Regions from separate parts of the Triticum aestivum genome. Here region 1 is linked to region 2. Evidence: chromatin contacts called from public Hi-C data. All regions are on one chromosome and are shown on one strand. Each heading gives the region's core, a stretch centred on a gene start, on an enhancer-like site or on the middle of the called end of the contact. The rest is flanking DNA. Distances are from core to core; before and after follow the strand shown. Region 1 holds the start of LOC543070 (temperature-induced lipocalin-1). Region 2 holds the start of LOC123144807 (neurofilament heavy polypeptide).

Region 1 (5,342 bases), core at 1,075-3,574, 460 kb after region 2:
GGATCAGGTTGTGCTAATTAACGGCCGTTACTTGCCTGTAGCCTTCTCGCACGCCCCTCTTTCCTATGCGCTAGGACCTGTAGTAGAGTTATGTTGTACCTTCGGCCGCATGCACAACTGTGCCTGTCATGTACGACTGTGCTCCAAGTATCAACCGATGTATTCCATGTTCTAAGCCTTTTCCAGTCGGTGCTAAATCATTTCGTACGTGTACGTGCATCATCCGATAGGATTGAACATAATCTACAGGCTGTCCCTTCTTGCGCTAGCACAATAGTGAACGATTGAAGAAATCAACGGCCCCAGGTGCTAATCTTGATTTAGTGGCTGCGGACGAAATGGAGGAATGGAAGGTGATGACGGCAGGAAGAAGATGGACCGAGCAAGGGCTTCTCAGTTTAGAAAAAAGAGGTTGTGACCTCTTTTTTAAATACAGCAAAAAAACCACGGTTTTAGATATACTATGGTTTATAAAACAGCAGTATTTGTAAAAGCCAAACACGTCAAAGTATTTAAAACTAGAGTTTCTAAAAAAACCATGGTATTCTCCTAAAACTCCAAAAATACCGAGCAGCCAAACGCAGGTTATCGGTTAACGGGTTTCTTCTCTCGGTTATCGGTTAACAGGTTTGTATTATGTTTGCATGAATATCAAGTATCGCTACACACTTAGGCTTTGGAGGTCAATTATCGTCAAGCTTGGCCTTGCTCACATGGACACCATCGATTGGCACCTTGCCGGGTCCGTCCACGAATGGTGGTCCAAGCGAACCGGCAACCACGTCCCCAGCGGGAGGGCTTCGGCCTCCCTCACCATGCTTGTTTCTTGGACTATTTGGAATGAGCGAATGCACGGGTGTTACGGCACAAGTTCACACCGCCGCCGATACTTCTCAACAACATCGTGGAGGAGGCAAAGCTCTGAATTACCGCGGGTGCCAAAAGACTAGGGCCTATTTTCTTGCGCGAGTAATCGTCATGCCGTGTATGTGGGTGCTCTTGTAAAACTCTAAACTCTGCTTCTTCCTTATTTAATAGATGAGGCAAATCTTATGCCTCCGTTTTGAAAAAAAAAATGTCCAGCGTACACCCTTTGCTCCAGTTGGATGATGAAGTGAGCAGCTAGTACGGAGGAACGATCGAGTAGGAAGCATGCAGATATGGGAGCAACCGAGTAACAGAATTTTTGGTCAGTCGACTGACCCAAATAACAAAAATCAGTCAGTTTGCACGTAGCCTGTGCCAGTTGATAAAGCTCGTCATGGAGTCTTTTCCTGGAAAACGGTAGTATACCATATCACTGAGTCCCATTTATTCGACACCATAGAGAATAGCTAATACACTAAGATACAGATGAACACACATCATGGCTGTTACAGTGCCGGCCAACTGCATATACAGACGGATGAATCTATCATTTACCAAAGAGCGACTTGAACCACCAGGTCCCTTTGCTGTCGGTGGGCGCGGCATCGCTCTCCGGCGGCGGGTCGCTCTGCGGCGTCTTGTGCAGCTTGGCCACGTCGTAGCCTTCCTCCTTGGCCTTCTCCAGCAGCTGGTTGTACACCTCCTCCTCGATGTGCGTCTTCCTGCACAGGATCTACATACATGCACACGTACGCATATGGCAAACAACCAGATTAATCAAGCGCACTTGTAGCGTCGGATATGTGCGTTGTTAGTAATATACTATGTGTATGCTTACCCATAGGCTTTTCCGGCGGGGCTCGCCGACGAGGGCATACTGGTAGTCGTCGTCGACATAGAGGACCCAGTAGTCGCCGACGACGGGGATGATGGGGAGGAAGGGCGGGACGTAGAACTTGACCTTGAGCTTGGCCTCCTCGCTGGCCGGGTCGGCCTTGTAGGCGGTGCCCTCGATGAAGTCGCGCTTCCCTTTGCTCCACGTCTCGTTGAGCACGTGCACCGTGGCGCCGTCCTCCATGAGCTCGTAGGTCGCCCGCGTGTCGCGCCCGTCGCGCGGCTGGAAGAAGTTGGGGAAGGACGCGATCTCGTACCACCGCCCCATGTACCGCGCAACGTCCAGCCCCAGCACCACGCCCATCTCGCTCCCGCTCTTCTTGGCCGCCATCGTCTATCGCCGCCCGGTCGCTGCTCGGTCTGTGTCTCGCTTTAGGTGGATTCGTGAACTGATCACGGTTGCTTGGATGAAGCTGTAGTGAGCTTGAGATAGGTTGATATATAGGAGGTGTGAGAGGGCTTCACAGGCAAGCTAGCAGCTCGTATGGAAGGGGAAAGGGGGATGAAGAAGGTCGGGGAGGATAAGGTGGTCGAAATTTGAAAGGACGTGGAGGGCTCTGGAACGCTTAGCGCGATGGTTTGTCGGGGTCTATACGTGGAGACTTGCACGTGAAGGTTACTGCTTTCTCGACATCTCTCCATGTCCTAAGCTCGCCCCAGACAGCGCCATTTTTGGTGCTGCAGGTTGTTGTTTTGGTATCATTGGTAAAAACTAATTAGCGTTCATGGACCAGAGGAAATGCCGACATGTTCCCAAGTGGACATGTTTTGATCTGTATTGATGTTCGCGTCATGCACGTCAACATACACATCAGGTACATTCGACTTCTAGCGTACAGTTCTTTTCCTTTTCGAACTACTAATCAGTTCTGAACCACACAAAATTACCCCGAGACCAAGGAGCTGTTTTCACACAAGGACACTCTTCACACGGTGCTCTAGAGCACTCCCGAACGTCCATGGACACGTATACCCAGCCTTACATGATTTCTTGCTCCCCAAGGTTGAAACTCCAACCCCCAAAGTCTACCTAAACACAAATAAGGCTGAAATCGCTTAGGCTTTCCTTGGTTCATAAGATAGAAATATCACGGGGAATGAGAAACTTGTAGAAAATGAGATGACATGTATCTAAAATTCTCTGAATAGGAATAAGAAATGAGATGGCATTTGGTTCACGGTGTAGGATTTTTTTTCCTGTTGAGTCTAGGCTAACGTTTATTCTTCTTTGAATTTTAGAGGATGGGAACCAATCCTACGTAGGAATAGGAAGTTAGGAACCCATTTCTATAAACCAAAGGGCTCTAAAGAAAATTTTTCTGTAGGAATTCTAGCCTATGGAAATCCTGTGAAATTCCTCCAAACCAAAGGAGGCCTTAGTTGCTATCCAGTGGGAAGAGAGAGGAGAAGGAGGAGCCGAGAAAAATGCGGGGAAGGGGTTCGGCGCCAAGGAGAGAGGAAGGTCATCAAGGAGTCGATGTCCACTGATACAAGCAAGTCGGCGACTAGACCGATAATATGGCGTCGTGGGCATTGGCATCCCGACTTGATGATGGCGTCATCTGCTCTTTCAGATGAGGATAGTAGTAGCTAGCATCGATGGATGCAAGAGAAGAAAGAGGACATGGAGAGGCAAGGTGGTTGTCCTTGGGGTGGGGCGAGGGGGGGGGGGTGAAGAGTGGGGTCATAGAGGAGAGACATTGAGTATGGGGGTGGGGTGACGATGAAGCAAATGTTGGTTGAACATGCACCTAAGTTACACCCCTAGCTTTGCCTAGTGAGAAAATAAGCACATAGTGTTTGGTTATGTGCATTACTCGATGTCTTATCCAAAGATTCCCCCTTTTGGTTCCTACCTGTGACTAGCCTCGGCATCGTGTTGTTGCAGAGGTTGGGTCTTTTTTCTTAGCTATGGACTCCTTTGGTTCATAGGATTGGAATTTCTTAGGAATAGAAAAATCCTAAGAAGTGACGTGGCATGTATCTCAATTTATATAGAGAAAAAGATGTCATTTGATGCATATGATAGGAATCTTCCATTGAGTCTAGGCTAATTTTTTTTTCTTTCAATGTGAAAGATTGGTTCCTATCCTAATAGGAATAGAAATCCATTCCTGCAAACTCCAAAGAAATTTTTCCTTTAAAAATCCTAACCTATAGAATTCCTACAAACCAAAACCAAATGAGGCCTCGTTTTACTATTCCTGCATCTAGGCTTTTTTTTCCTTTTTTTTCAAGTGGCGCATCTAGCCTTGGCCAGGAGTATATTACAAGTGTTCCCTCGGGGTCACTGTTGCCATCCTTGTCCTACTTCGGCAGAGTTCAGTTACGTGCGCCCTCGGGGGTCCCAAACAACGGCTTGCACGCTTTGCGGACGCCAGTGTTCTGGAGCCACGGCTCGCTGTCCCGCTGCAACGAGTGAAACTCTGCCACACCTGTGTACGTACGCCGTGTGAAAAGTTTCAATCTGCTGCTGGGAGGGGAAGCAACTCAACACGGAATATTGTCCGTACAAGGTGCGGTGTCTAGCGCCGAGCTCCCGGCTATCATTCAGGGACAGACTTCCATCAACAACCGACAGATGGGATAAATCAGCACTTGCGTGCTGCAGCTTTGTTGGTCCTAGACATTATAGGCTCAATTCAGATAAGAGTCACAAGCAAGAAGCCAAAAACGAGTGATGTATATTAACGAGTAACCAGGTAACTGCATCAATAATCTTCTTCACGAAGCACTCTGAACTTCACTAAACCATTCACTCTTAACTTGAAATTTGGGGAACTCTCGAGACAAAACCCTAGTACACACAGATGGAACAATATAGATGATGTGACATCAAAATTTCATGGTGAAAAGGTTTCGGATTCTGCCATGACTTGCTCAAGCACCGGTGAATGCCTTCTTCACCGCACCACTCTTTGACCCTGCCGGGACGACCTTCAACACATTGAACCGCACTGTCTTGGACAGCGGCCTACATGGCATAATTGATGTAACTCAGTTACAAGCAGTGCTGAGCAGATATCATAAACACGACAGCGTAAGCTACATGTTTCAACCCTCAGTCAGTCGGTGTGATAATGAGGTCATGCCATGCCCCATTTAACCAAAAACATGTCCTAGTTCACAGTTATCTACTCCCTCTGTTCATAAATATAAGATGTCCTAATTTCTTTCTGAATCAGATGTGTGTAGACACGTTTTAGTGTGTTTGTTCACTCATTTCAGTCCGTATATAGTCGATATTGAAATATCCAAAACATTATATATTTGTGAACAGAGGGAGTAGCTAGCTAGCTAATGTCTGTTAATGGTGTCAATGTGCAGACGCATTACAAAAGTACATAATGTTTACCTGCACTGGCCAATGATCACGTGATCTCCTTCTCTCACACGGAAGCAAGGGGAAATGTGGGCAGGGATGTTGGAGTGCCTCTTCTCATACCTATTCACGAATATCACTACATTGCTTATGTTGCAACAACCCAAACAATTAAAAACCAATGAAGAAGATTAGCTTGCCTCTGGTATTTTTTGACATAGTGAAGGTAGTTCCTACGAACAATGATAGTCCTGTTCAT
Region 2 (5,800 bases), core at 1,068-3,567:
TCTAACGAAATGAAAGTATCTCGTAATAATAGTTATGACATGCAAGTAATATTACTGACCGTGTCCTTCCCAGAAGGATCAACATTGTTGTCTTCCCTGACAACCTTATCACCTTCACAAACCAGCGTGACAATTTTGCTGTATTCATCCAAGGGATTGCCTTGAACTTGAAGTAACTGCAGGAATATTGGTTTTAGCTTCCCATCTTCACATGAGCTGATCACCTTCTCTGCAAGTTCAAAAGATGCTGGAGAAGTTTCCTGGGAACATAAAACAAAAAAAATTAGTATATGTGAACCTCCCTCCTTGCTTGGGCAAGGTAAATCCATATTATCAGCGTGAAGAAAGTTGAAATGATATACCCTCTCCTCATTTCTAGCCTTTTGAAGAAGATACGATGCAAGCGCTGTCTGTATTTCTTCACTCTCATCTATTACAAGTTTCATTGTTGTTACCATAGATGATATGACAATTTCTGGTTGGTTTGATCTGAACACAGGATGACAAAAGGTAATTTCCATTAGAATCAGTCCAGAAAAATACGATGGGTACATCTAAAATGATAACGCCTCACGTACCATCATCATGTTAATTTAATTGAACAAACATATCAATGTAAAAGAAAGTGCATCTCTTTTAACAACTATTACAATTACCAGGAAGGGGAATGCAGCATTTTCCAACATAAGAAAGGCAATGCTAGCAACTTGCAAAACAACAACCGCTATAATATTGGCAGCTTAGTGTTAGTTTAATGAGTTTAAATAAATAAAGTTAGAATCTTCTTTTAGCAAAAACATTGAATAAGATACCAGGATCTGATAATTCTGCTAGATTGTTAAGAAAAAATGTACAGGACAGGTACCGCATATTATCTAAGAATTTGTCCATTAAAAACACATAAGAAAAAAACATTTTAGGCAAGTACAATAACACCTTACACATGTCAGGAGAATAGCAACATAGCTTAGCAAAACTTAGTAAACATACCCAGAAACTAGCAAGAAGTAGAAATAGATAAACTTAAGGTGAATAACGAGAAGTGGCTTCTTACGTCACAGTTGTGAAAAAATGGTTAAACATCTGCAGAATCAGATCATCCAACTCAAGGTCTAACATGACCACGCACGACCGGACCTTTGCCACAGTCTCAAGAATTGAAATCCTCCTCGCAAAGGACGGGCTCTCGATATCATCTAAATTCTGAAAAGTCCCCACAATTATGGAAAACAAATCCTGACAAAGTAGACAGCACAGGTCAGGATACAGGATAGAGAATAAATAAATCTTATAATCAGGAAAGACACAGTACCCTCATAATATTGTCATCATACGGAGCCTCGGGTGCAGTGATTCTTGTAACCTCAGATATACAAGATGCTATAGCAAGTTTGACCTCGGCGTTAGGGTGAGTCAAAAGTTCATTCTTGATCAGGGCATCCATTGCTGGGCGAACAGCAGCAAATGTGCTTGCTGCAGGTGATTGCTCCACTCTCAACAGATATTTCTCGACGTCCTGCATATAGAAAAAGATCAACTTGTTAAATCACATGAGCAAGTTTAAGCTATAATAGCCGCTGGCATAATCAGACCCGGCAGTTACTCCAATTCTGAAGAGCAGGGTGGATTTCAAGTTAGCTAACACCTCTATCTAACAATAGATAGACATAATCATGTACATATCGGTGCCCAACAATAGATGACGCTCTACCAATGACTGAAAACACTCCTTTTTTGCCCGAACCAAGAATTGGACAAAATCTAGAGAAGCAGCGACAAGGTAAACATAAAGCTTATTACAATCATCCGAAAGCGATACAACCACAACGACAAACCCTACATACAGCCGTAACGGACACAGAGAACCAAACAAGATAAACACACAAAGTTGAGAGAGAAGGCTCACGTAGAGGAGCTTGAGCAGGCCGTCGGAGTCGTCGGGCGCCTCCTGCAGGCGGGCGCCGACATCCTTGAGTTGCTCCTCAAGGTCGCTGTCCGCCCCGTCCGCCGCCATTTGAGGCGCCGGGAGGGCCGAATCGGGGCGCGGGCCGCCCGGATCGGGGCGCCTGCCCGGAGATCTGCAGCCGCTAGGGTTTCCCCTCGCGGCGCGGTGGGGGCAGGAGGACACGGCGTCCCTCCCGCGCGAGGGGCAAGGCTTGAGGGGGCGAGAGGGGGGTGGCGGTGGACGGTGGTGGTGGAGGTGGTGACGAGGGAGATTTGTCCCGCTCCCAACCCCCCGCTCCCTTTGCACGACGGGACGCGATTTCGGTGCGGCTCTCTGTGGCTCGGCCTTGCGAGGGGGCGGTGGAGTGGAGCGGTGTTTGGAATCGGCGGGCGATTTATGGGGGGGTTTGGGCCACTTCGGCGCGGGCGCGGCCTGCCAATTTTGCCCACGGACGCGTCGGGGGCGATCCTGCTCCGCTTTTGGGCGGCCTTGCGTCCGAGCCGGAGCCGCCGCCGCCGCGGGGCAGTGCACGCAGCACCCTGGGGAGCTCTCGGCCGTCGCTTGCTTGGATCGGGCGGCCCGATGGTTGCCACGCCCCTCGCTCTGGCCGATTTGGCTATTTTTCCTAGGTTTTTGGCCCTCCTGCACACCAAACCATCAATCAATAATAAGAAGGGGCAAAAATGTGAATTTCTTTCCTCAAAAACAAGGGACACAAGATGCAAACCATGGGGGTGGAAGGTTGCTTGGAGCAGGCAGTCCGACGATGCCACGCCCCTCGCTCTGGCCGATTTGGCAATTTCCGCTAGGTTTTCGGCCATCCTGCACATCAATCAATAATAAGAAAGGTCAAAATTTTGTTTTTCTTTCCCAAAAAAGAGGGGCATAAGATGCAACCATGGGGGTGTAAGTGCGAGCCACAGCGGGGCGGTGCCGCCGTGGCATCATGGCGGCGCTCCGCCAACTGGAAGTGACAATCGATCTTGAAGTCGTCGAAGAAGATAAGGCGGAGGGGGCGAAAGGCGGAAATAACACTAACGAGGAGAATGATTGTGGCGAGAGATGGAAGACGACGGTTCGATGAACATATGTACAGAGAGGGGTGAGGCGCGAGTACGGGATTGTCGCATCGAGCGATTACTATTGTTTGGAGTGAGAAGTAATGACGCGCTATAGTCGCGTCTCGTACAAAACGTGCGATATGTAAGATACCTAGTATGTCACGATATATCGGTTGATCTATGCACGAAAGAGAAGAGAAGACGACGCTTTCAGGGCATCTCCAAAGCGGACAATCAACCGCCTGCAACTGTCGGTTCGGACGTGTTTAGCCGTCCAACGCGGACCTGTATCAGTCCGCCGAGCGGTCCGGACGTACTTTTTTCGGCAAGCTCGAGATAAACTGAGAGCTTTGCGGGAGTCCCGACAGCAACCACGTAGGACTCTAACACCTTCGGCCCACCCAAAACCCCTCCCGGACCCCGCGCCTCCATCCTCCCATTTTCTCTACTTCAACTTCTCTCTCTTGCCTTTGCCGCCGCTCCACCACCCCGGCCGCCACGTCACACCCCTTGTCGGTGTCAAAACCGGCGGATCTCGGGTAGGGGGTCGCGAACTGTGCGTCTAAGGTCGATGGTAACAGGAGACGGAGGACACAATGTTTATCCAGGTTCGGGCCCTCTCTATGGAGGTAATACCGTACTTCCTGCTTGATTGATCTTGATGAATATGAGTATTACAAGAGTTGATCTACCACGAGATCGTTGTGGCTAAAACCCTATAAGTCTAGCCTGTATGACTATGGTAATGTATATCTCCCCTCCGGACTAAGTCCTCCGGTTTATATAGACACCGGGAGGATCTAGGGTTACACAAGGTCGGTTACAAAGAAAGGAATCTACATATTTGGTCGCCAAGCTTGCCTTCCACGCCAAGGAGAGTCCCCTCCGGACACGGGTGCAGTCTTTGGTCTTCGTATCTTCACAGCCCATCAGTCCGGCCTATGGCCAACAGGCCGGACGCCCGAGGACCCCTTAGTCCAGGACTCCCTCAGTAGCCCCTGAACCTGGCTTCAATGACAAGGTATCCGGCGCGTAGATGTGTCTTCGGCATTGCAAGGCGGGTTCCTCCTTCTGAACTCCAAGATAGTCTTCGGACGTATTGAACGTGTCCGGACCTGTAACACAAGCACCACACACAACCGCAGAGAGAATATAATATTCCACGAGTCCAATCCGCTGACAACTTTTTACAGCATGACATTACGTCTGCCCGGTCATAATTTCAAACCGTTGTTAGCCTGCAGCCCCGGGTTTCGAGGCGCGGCTTTATTGGCACGTCTTATCCAAGTCGAGATCGTGTCCCCCTTATTAAGGGATTCTCATCAACACAGACGTGGGTAACCCAACCGTCTCTGTGGTACAACTCCTTGGAAACAGGCAAGTTTGAAGGCCCAGGAGTAGACGTTTAGATACTCACGACCTTTATAAAGGGGTGCACGCCCGTCCTTTTTCTCTTCCACGTTTGCTTCTTCCTCAGCCCTTGCTATCTCGAGTTCTAAAACCCAAGTTTCGACCACCACAAGTCTTAGTCATGTCCGGATCCAGCCTTCCCGGTCGGTGGGTGGTTTCTTCTGTTACAGAGGAGGACACTGCAAAGCTTAGGGCGGTGAGATATCTGACTGCAGAAATCCTCCATCGGCTCCCTGCCAAAGGGCAGGTTATCCCTACCCCCAGATCCGACGAGAGGGTCGTGTTCATCTCCCACTTCCTCCGAGGGTTAGGCTTTGCCCTTAGTCCCTTTGTTCGAGGGCTCATGCTCTACTACGGGCTGGATTTTCATGATCTGGCCCCGAACTCTGTTCTGCTTATCTCGGCGTTTATCGTCACGTGCGAGGCCTTCCTTCGAGTCCCTCCACACTTCGGCTTTTGGCTCAAGACCTTCCACGTAAAGCCGCAAACGATTGGGGGGAAGCAGGCGGAGTGTGGTGGCGCCACCGTGAGCAAGCTTAATAGCGCCCTTTGGCTAAAAGGATCCTTCACCGAGTCCTCTGACTTATGGCAACGGGAGTGGTTCTACATCACCGAGCCCCGTGGCTCCAAGTGGGCGGATGCGCCTGCGTTCCGACCCAGCCCTCCGATCCAGCTCGCATCATGGATTAATAAGGGGTTGGACTGGGGATCAATTGATGAGGTACAGACTCTTCAGAGCCGCATCAGGAGCCTCCTCGAGAGAGACATTGATCTTATCAACGTTATTCAAGTAATGCTGGTTCGTCGGACCTTGTCGTGCCAGAGGCGACCTCTCCGCATGTGGGAGTTTAATCCCGAAGGGCCGCGGGCACTTCAACACTTCTTCGGCACTACACACAAAGGGATGTGGAAATTATTTTTCGGGAAACGAAAGCAGTGGCCGGATACTACCGAAGACATCGGCCTTGACTGTAACCATCCGGACACCACGGTAAGTGCCCATCCGCCGAACACCTCATAATCAGGTATCATGTGGTAAGACACTGAGCAAACCATCTCTTTCCAGGGCTGGATAACGAAAGCGGAACGGATTAGGTGTCCGGCCCCTCTTCCCGAAGACTCAGCGGACCCCGTGCTAACAAGGATGCTGGCACCGGCATTGTATCAGGCGCCGGTGGAGGAGGGCAAGGTGGAGAGTGGGAAGGCCCGGGATGGCCTTCGTTCCAGAGGTAAATTAGACACCGAGTCCGGGGAAATCGACATTTCTTCGCCCGAAGACACAGGCGAAGGAGAAGCAAGCATCCCTTCTTCATAGAGGAAGAAAAGGGCCGCCTCCGAAGGTTGGGAAGAACCGTCTCCCAAGAGGGGCAAGATGCCATCGTTG

The links. Hi-C and Micro-C count contacts between places; a contact is called where the count stands out from the background.
Region 1: a Hi-C map of leaf shows a contact between it and region 2, with 6 times the contacts expected there. The contact joins the promoter of LOC543070 here to the promoter of LOC123144807 in region 2. A contact is called at or near these places in 2 of 5 Hi-C or Micro-C datasets (leaf and an unstated tissue).

The regions. Positions count from the first base shown.
Region 1 is chr6D:310,722,971-310,728,312 of IWGSC CS RefSeq v2.1, forward strand. LOC543070 (temperature-induced lipocalin-1) reads right to left here and starts at 2,325. Exons shown (of 2, transcript XM_044564044.1): 1 at 1,706-2,325; 2 at 1,247-1,600. The coding sequence starts at 2,092. The coding sequence ends at 1,415. It overlaps LOC123144808 (40S ribosomal protein S11), which reads right to left. Exons shown (of 6, transcript XM_044564046.1): 4 at 5,284-5,342; 5 at 5,117-5,206; 6 at 4,424-4,735. The coding sequence ends at 4,642.
Region 2 is chr6D:310,258,017-310,263,816 of IWGSC CS RefSeq v2.1, forward strand. It overlaps LOC123144807 (neurofilament heavy polypeptide), which reads right to left and starts at 2,318. Exons shown (of 14, transcript XM_044564043.1): 1 at 1,907-2,318; 2 at 1,313-1,516; 3 at 1,055-1,236; 4 at 363-489; 5 at 60-260. The coding sequence starts at 2,014.